2 separate regions of the Mus musculus genome follow, and region 2 is linked to region 1. A link is a contact called in public Hi-C data. All regions are on one chromosome and are shown on one strand. The core of a region is the stretch at or near the end of the contact, and the rest is flanking DNA. Distances in the headings are between cores, read along the strand shown.

Region 1 (3,937 bases), core at 605-3,104:
GCCTATGTCTCCTTTCCTAAAATATCCCCACTGGGGAGCAAGCATTCAAACGCAGGAGCCTATGGAGGACGTGTCACATCCAAACTATATGGCACATTTCCATATCTTCAAAGCCAATCTTATTGAGTGTTCTCAGCCTTTTTCTTCTCTGGACTCTGGGGCCTTGACTTTCATCTCTAAGGAAGAGAGCTCACTCCAGAGGATTCTGGGAATTGGAGCTGGATATGGGGGTCGGGGATCTCAGGTACACTGCCAGGAGAACTGCCCCAAGGGAACTTATTGCAGCCTCTCGTGCATACTGGCTGGAGCTGAACTCTCACCTCTGGATGTCAAACCTCTAGTCACAATCCCAGATGTGTGTGGCTTTGGTGCCAAGCAGCTACACATTTGGGAATAACTGCTTAAGTGCTTGCCAGAACTGGGGCTGTAATCGCCCCACCTCCAAACCAGAGATTTCTGTTCCCTGACCAAGATCTATGAAATTGTCACCCTGTGAACAATTCCTTGGCATTCAGAGTCAGCCGGAGGTTTTTAGAGGAACATTTGGGAGTGATTTGGGAAGTGTTGCTGTTCCCTTGTCCTTTGCGAGCGAGCTGGTGAAGCCAGAGCAGGGAGGGAAAAGCTCCAGAGCCATCCCTCCCACGCATCTGGGAAGGTAGAGCGGGCTCCACTGCCCCTGCCTCCCCCGGGCAGGATTTACAGCCCACAGCTTGCAGATGACTGAGGAGAATATGGAAAGCTGGGTAATGATGTGGGAGAGAACACTCCCTAGCGCTGACGTGGGCTTCTCTGCACCAGAGACCCGAAGAGTGTGTAATTGAAGCATGCGCTCTGGATGGTTACAGCAACCACAGTCTTCATGATAGTACCTCCAATCTCCCCTCAGCTCCAGGGGAATGTGGAGGCAGGAGCCAGAGCCTGGTGAAAGGCAGACCCTTTCACCATTGGACTAGGAGCTTGGACTTCTACAAGAACCCAGGGTCTCAAAAAAAAAAAAATCTACAAGGAAGACAGAGTTTGCCCTCAACATTCCCTTTCCACAAAATGCAGTCCTGATCGGTGGTTGGAATGTGGCGAAAAAAAAAAAAAGGTAGTCTGAGGGGAGATGCCAGTGTGAAGTCTGAGCATTAAGGATACACCATCTTTAAAACACTATCTCTAGCTATAAGTATGTCCTGGGATATTCAGGAGATCCTTGCATTTATTTTTAATGAATATGTTAGAGAATGACAGGGGTACATGAAGGCTTCTAGGGCAAGTGAGGGAGGCTCTGTCATAGCATGGCCTGTATCCATCTCGTGGATTTCTGTCCCAGAAGGCAGCTATGGGAACAGTGCAGTCTAAGCCCATGGGAGAAGAGGCAGGGAATGGAACTGGGGGTGCTTAGGTGAGCATCGATTCTCACCTTCAGGTCCCTAAAGGTGGAAGGAGAACATCCTAGCCTTTGAAAGGAGAGTTAAATCCGATGGGGTAGAATCCATGGGCATAGGTGGCATCTAACTCCTAACAGCTACTTACATTCATTAATATTTACTCTGTACTGGGCACTGTCATTATTGCTGCAGAGGATGCTGTCATTATTGCTACAGATACTGAGGCTCATTCTTGAGGCTTCCACAAATGACCACAAACTTGGTTGTATAGAAATAACAGCGTCTTCTCTCATAGCACCAAAGTGCCAACTCAAGTTTGGTATTAAGATTTCACTGCTGGGACTAAATACATGAAGAAACCAACTTAAAGGGGGGCTTGGATTACTGTGGATTGTGCTTGTACAACCATGGGTGGCTGGCTCTGTTGTCATGTGCCAGCGACTAGGATGAATCCCACGTGGTGGGAGAAAGCTGCTCTGTCTCATGGCAACTGGGAAACAAAGGGACAGAGATCAGAGAAAGGACCAGGCACAAAGGCAAGTGCACACTCCCAATGACCTACTTTCCCAGCTGAGGTACTGCCTCTCAGTGTCCCCAACTTCCCAATAATGTCATCAAATTAGGAGTCATCCATTGATGGGGTCAAGGTCCTCATGAGGTAGTCAGTTCCCCAAAGTCTCTAACCATTGCTTAAGGACCAAGCTTTAACAACTCATGACCTTTGTGGGTATAGGACAGCAATATCTTTGTGAACTTGGAAAGGGTGTCTTTCCTTGTTCTCCCAACTTCTGGTGGCTTACTGCAGTCTTTGGCTGTCTTTGGCTGTCCTTGGCTGCCCTTGGCTGCCCCTGGCTTGAAGTTGCTGCCTCTGTCTTCTCAGTGCTGGCTCCACCATGACTGGATCCGAACATCGAGCCATTCTGGTACCCTAGCATGACAGGGTCTCAGGATCCATAAGTGATTGACATTCCTGAAGACCTGTATCTCTATCCCAAACCATGTCATATCCACATATCCTAGGTAGACATTCATTTGGGGGAGTATTAGTGACTGAATGTTTCATATATTAAGATTCATACATTGAAGCCTCAATACCTAGTGAGATCATAATTGAATATGGGGCTTTCATAAGGTAAATTTGGGTTAGGTAAGGTCTCAGGGGAGACCTCTGGATGGACTGGTAATTTCATAACAAAAGGTTATACAAAGAAGCGTTCCTGTGACTACACAGCACACAGCCTGAGACAAGTATATTAGCCTGGGAACAAAGTCTACTCAGCATCACCTTGATGTTAGATTTCTGGTCACTGGCATTGCGGGAAATAAATCACATTCTTGAAATACAATCTATGGTTGTGTTTTGATAGCAGACTACACTAAATAGTAGGGACCTCTGTTCAACCACTGGTACAGAGAAGCCAGCAGCAGAAGAGACCAAAGGTTTTACCCCTTCCCCAAGGCCTCAAAAGGGTTCTTCATTTTTTAGCAGGCAAGGTGTTTCCCTCGGGATGGGCTCTCATATAGCCCAGGCTGATCTCAACCATGAAATGTAGACAAGGCTGATACTGAAACTCCCAGTCTTCCTTCCTCTATCTTCCCATTGGTATGATAACAGGCACTTACCATCATGCCCTATTGGTATGGATTTCTCTTGTGGGTTCCAGCTGGTTTTACTGATCTGGGAATCGGGTGATATGTCAGAATCTCTTTGAGTCTTGGGATTCCCCAGTAGCTCTTGGACCGTGCTCACTGTATTCCATCTACCAGTGGTGAACTCGGAACCATCAGGCAAAGTTATAGCAGTGGACGGCATCTATCTGCATTCATGGAGCCTGAGCCTCAGCAGACTTTGACTTCTGACCTCTGCAGGGAAAAACCAGGCCTGTGGAAAAGGCTGATCTATGCTGTAGTTATCTGTCTCCCAGGATTAGAGGGCCAAGACAGAGGAGGTAGTTGTAAATCATCTAGAGTATAGTAAGTCAGAAGGTCCTTCCAGACCTTTCCATTCCTTTGGCAAGACTGAATGCAAAGAGAGCCCCGTTTCATGCTGAGGATGGGAGGGGATGACTTCTAAGAGCTAGGGGCCTTGCCACTTAAGCAAAAGACAACCCCTGCCCCTCCTCCCCACAATCCAGCTCCCCGCCCCCAGCCCCGGCCTCCCCTGGCATCTATAATTCCGTTTGTTGTGCTCGCAAACACCGTGTTGGAAGATTTCATGCTAATGAAAGGGTTTCTTGATTAGGTTACACTGTTACTGTAAATGTTCCCTCATTATCTATGTTATGGTAGGAATTTGAAAAAGTATAAATTGAGCGTCTTGCATAATTTATAAAACTTGAATGTTTCCTAATTAGTTCGGTTAGGTTAATGATGGTGCCTGGCGTCACTTCTTCCTGGTCTCTGCTAATGACCTTTCCCCTCGTCTTGCTGTCTTTCCCTCCCCACCACCAGCCCCTCCCCCATGTCCCCAACCACCAGCTTCCAGAGTGGCCTCCTCCATCAGGTGGGAGGAAGCAATGCCTTTGCAAAAATATGAATAGCTCCTTTTTCTCTCTCTCTTTCTC
Region 2 (4,059 bases), core at 44-2,543, 550 kb after region 1:
TAAGGCATCACAGCAGCAGCGAGAGAGAATGTACTGCCAGCCAAAGCCACCAAAGCCCCCATTCTAGCCAGGGGCCTCACTGTCTTCCCTCCTGAAGCCTAGCTATTGCTGTGTCTGGGAGGCCCATGGGACATCAGAGATGCTGAAATTTGGAAGCTACAGTTCAGAGTGGCCACATTCAGGAGGCCATAGCCCAGAACAGTCATGTCCTCCCAAGAAAAGCCTCTGCCATTTCTGTTGCTGATCTGTCAGCAGACCAAAAAAAACCTGTCCTCTCCTCAGTCTTACAACCAGGCTGTGAATCCAAGTCAGCTCCAGACCTCTGCATCTCCCTTGGGGTTGCGTGGGCTCAGGAAAAGCACTAATAATAGACTCTAATACTCCTTAAGGGCCTGCCAGAGACAGCTAGGAGTTCTCAGAGCTTCATGGGTAAAAACCAATCCCTGTAATGTGTAAAAAAAACAACCCTGAGAGGCAAGTCTGTTGAGGTCTCCACTTTACAGATGAGGAAATGGAGACCCGGAGAAGATGTAAAGATCCTAAGTCATACACCAGGAAATGAGGAAGCCAGAAGTCAGCCTGGCAGCCTGGCTCTGGAGCCAGTGTCCTCAGAAATATCATCTGTCTAAAGCCACTGTGAGTCCCATACTGCACTACGTCAGGGAGCTGAGACATATCACCTCGGGCTCAGGCGTGACGTGTCAAGAAGTGAACTGCCCATCACAGACACACAGCTGCCTTGGTGGAAATGTTTAAGCAGTGGGTAAGGACAAGCCTAGGTCACCTCTGCATCAGACAGAATAGACAAATGTCCCTGAGGCCAGGCCTTAAAGTCTTGGAGGAAGTGTGGGGACCTTAGGGAAACATGAATACTGACACAAGTTCATTCAATCACATGCTTATGAACATGTGCTCACATGCACATGTGTGAGCTTGTACATATGTGTCCCTGGACACAGTAGCTATTCTGGTGAACAAAGGATATTACTAAGTCCCTGCAAGTGTGGAAGCCCCTGGCTACAGAAGTATGTTCCCCCTTAACAAGTGCCTAGAGGACACTCCCTTCCCCCTTCTCAGCCTCACTTTCCCCACTGTTTGAGGAAGGGGTTGTCTGAGGTCATCTCCAAGGTCTTGGGCTTCTTGCCGCCTGGCCAGTCACCTGCAACTCTCTGTCCCCAGAGCTGGCAGGAGCTGTGACTCAGAAGCAAGAAGCAGCATAGGAGCTGCCCACTGCCCCCTTCCCCCAACACACACACAAAGGGCATCTTGTTACCACAGCCTGCCAGCAGGCAAGGGAGGGCTGGGAGGTAAGGGACCAGGATGCCTGTGTCAGCAGGACTGGGGGTAGGGCTCAGTTAGAGGCTCTGCCAGGGCCATCGGCTGGCTGGCCAAGGATCCCCAGCAGTGGGCAAGGCCTTGGGCAGGCAGGCAGCCCTGAAGAGCAGTCTCAGGAAATGGCCGGCCCCCAGGCTTCTGTATGCAACCGTGTTTGTCAAGCTCCTTTTTAGTATCATTATTTTTCATTTGGATTCTAAATGAACCTTGTGCACCCAGCAGCAGCCTCAGGCCTGGAATTTCCCAGCTGTGTGGGCTGAAACCACAGCCCCTGCTCAGAGCTTACCAGATGTGAGCACAGTCACTCTTCCAATCTGCAAAATGGGAGTGCTGAGTGGAGAAGATGCTTAAATCACACTCTCCAGTGGGGCAGACACCACCTCCCAGAGGAGCCCCAACACTGGTCAGGACACCCTGGTACCTTTCTTGTTGCTACTGGCTCTGTCACTTCCTTGCTTTGGATCCTAAGGCAAAGCACTTATCCCTTCTTACCTCCGTTCTCTAGCCAGTAAAATGGGGATGGCTGAAAGGCAGCAGAAACTAAATAGAAGATTCTTTCTGGGCATTACCTGGCATCATATTCTGACACTGAACAAAGGACAAGCTGGAAGACACTCAGATTGTCCGTGCTAGTAAATAAATCAGTCTGCAGTTCTGTTCCCATAAGCGTATGAATGGTGTGCATACATATGTACATGCGTGCATAAGTGGACAGGCAGGAATTCTCCCAGGCCAGTACTTGAGCATTGAGGCCATTATGTGAACAGTACGGGGTCCAAAGCAAAGGCTCTTTGAGGCCCTTGACCTCCTTAGGACAACTGGACTCTTGTGGCTGGTTTGTGATATCCAGCTAGCCACATCCTTGCAGAGCAAACTGGTGGCTGCAGACGCTGCATCCTCCGAGCACTGGGTGGAGCTAGTGGCCAGCTGCCCCCTAAAGCATGCATTACAGTCCCAAGGAGCAATACATGCTCATAAACACCCCCTAGAGTTGCACTCCCAACATTTTCCATAAACTTCTATGCATGGGCATCTCCTCGGATCAGTATCTGTAGGTCTCTTACACCCCAGAGAAAGGATTCTGCATTCTGTCAGGAACATCTAACTGACAGGCTTTCAAAAACTAATGTGTAATGGGTACTGGTTAGTCTACCAGATCCTCCAAATGCTACCGAGCTCCCAATGTTCTTTGTCCCACTTGATGCATGAAAGTGAGGCCCAAACAGGCGAAGGTAAGTCAGGCCCGTGGGATCAGAAAATGAAAAGGGTAGGCACAGATTGAGCCAGGGGAGGGGGTGGGTATGAAGGACCATAACCCAGAAACCTAGACAGAACACAGCCTTAGTTGTGGGCTTGGAGATAGCTATGAACGGTCGGCAGGCGAGAAAACAAGCCTGCATGCGTAAAGACTCTCTTCTACCATCCTCTACTCCTGGGGAAGATCTTAAGACTTCTTGGCAAACAGTGTTTCCTTTTGGGCAGTGCCCAGGTAGAGCATAGGCCTCAGGCACAGATTACCTGGTCTCTTCCTCCCCTGGTTGCATCAGTGACTGAGTGTGGGAGGCTCTTTGCAGGAAAACAGACCCACCCAGGCTGAGCAGAGCTTCCTGACACAACAGCCACTGCATCCCTAAAGGAGGAAGATCAGTGGACCCAAGGGCCACATCACATAGGAAAGACTGCATTGTACTGGGTTACCACTGCACAGGAGGCAGTTCAAATTCACCACCTATTTAGCAAATCTTCACTGAATGCCCTTGAAGTACCAGGCCCGGGACTAAGCATAGGAGCCCAGGAGAAAAAAAGCAGAGAGGGCCCGTGAGCTCACGAAACTCACACGCCAATGAGGGATGAACACGAATATGCTACAGGAAAAGAGGAAGGTCCCACAGTGGGGATACTTGCCTGGCCTTGCTAACAAGGGAAGACTTCTGAAGGAGGTAGCACTGAGCAGGATCTCCTGAAGGGTGAACAGGAGCCATGCAGACCAAGAGAAGGTGAATAATGTTAAGGACTAGAGATATCTAGGCAGGTGGAAGCAGGCACCCACAACTTTCACAAGAACCATAGAACATGGGGACAAGCACTCCACTCTACAATGGAGGAATCTGGGACTCCTGAGTGACTGAGTCAGGCAGAAGAAAGTGAGGCCCATCTAGCTGGGCAGCTTGTTTTGACCCTATCCCACACACTGACATCTCCAATGAGCCCTAGCTCATTTCCAGTCCATTAGCCAACCCTGACTCGGCAGCATCACCCTCTTAAAGGACTGGTTTGAGAGGCTTCCGGTGCTACATGCAAGCTCTGTGGGAAAATGTCATGTTTGTGTAGTGGGTTTTGTCCATTATGGTGTGTGTGTGTGTGTGTGTGTGTGTGTGTGTGTGTGTGTGTACACTTCTGAGATAGATGGAATGCAGTTCCTTGTGCATGATAGACAAGCCATTCTATAACTAAGCTACAGCCCCAGCCCATGATTGATTAGTAATGTCTGCTGTGGGCAGAAACTTGGAAGCCTTCATCACTGGTTCACCATAACCAGGCAAATGCCTTCAGGCATCTGGGAAGATGCAACAGAAGTCCCTGTCCCTTTCCCTACTTTGTGCTCTGCCATGGTTGGTCTCAGTGACAAGGGTGAAATTCTTACCTTTTGACTCCTGTTGTAATGTAGATAGACTATCTGGGAAGTTTGGGCCACGGAAAGCACTAGATTGAGTTTCCTCGTCT

The links. A called contact is a pair of places that touch in the nucleus more often than the background predicts.
Region 2: a contact with region 1 is called in a Hi-C map of the N1E-115 cell line, with 6 times the contacts expected there. The contact joins two enhancer-like sites. A contact is called at or near these places in 1 of 484 Hi-C or Micro-C datasets (the N1E-115 cell line) and 10 of 115 datasets of contacts at active chromatin or transcription factors (the NIH/3T3 cell line, bone marrow-derived macrophages, cardiomyocytes and 7 more).

Annotation. Positions count from the first base shown.
Region 1 is chr14:24,822,672-24,826,608 of GRCm38.p6, forward strand. The region is part of intron 2 of Gm32008 (a long non-coding RNA gene); the gene reads left to right. Among named protein-coding and RNA genes, the nearest start is that of Gm31951, 5.7 kb to the right of the region's middle. Within about 2 kb of position 1,855, at least 48 of the 459 cell types and tissues checked have an H3K27ac peak or open chromatin away from gene starts, as enhancers often do. A contact at or near this core is called in the N1E-115 cell line, where this site is marked.
Region 2 is chr14:25,370,523-25,374,581 of GRCm38.p6, forward strand. All of the region lies in intron 1 of Zmiz1os1 (a long non-coding RNA gene), which reads right to left. Among named protein-coding and RNA genes, the nearest start is that of Gm41113, 6.7 kb to the right of the region's middle. Within about 2 kb of position 1,294, at least 161 of the 459 cell types and tissues checked have an H3K27ac peak or open chromatin away from gene starts, as enhancers often do. A contact at or near this core is called in the N1E-115 cell line, where this site is marked.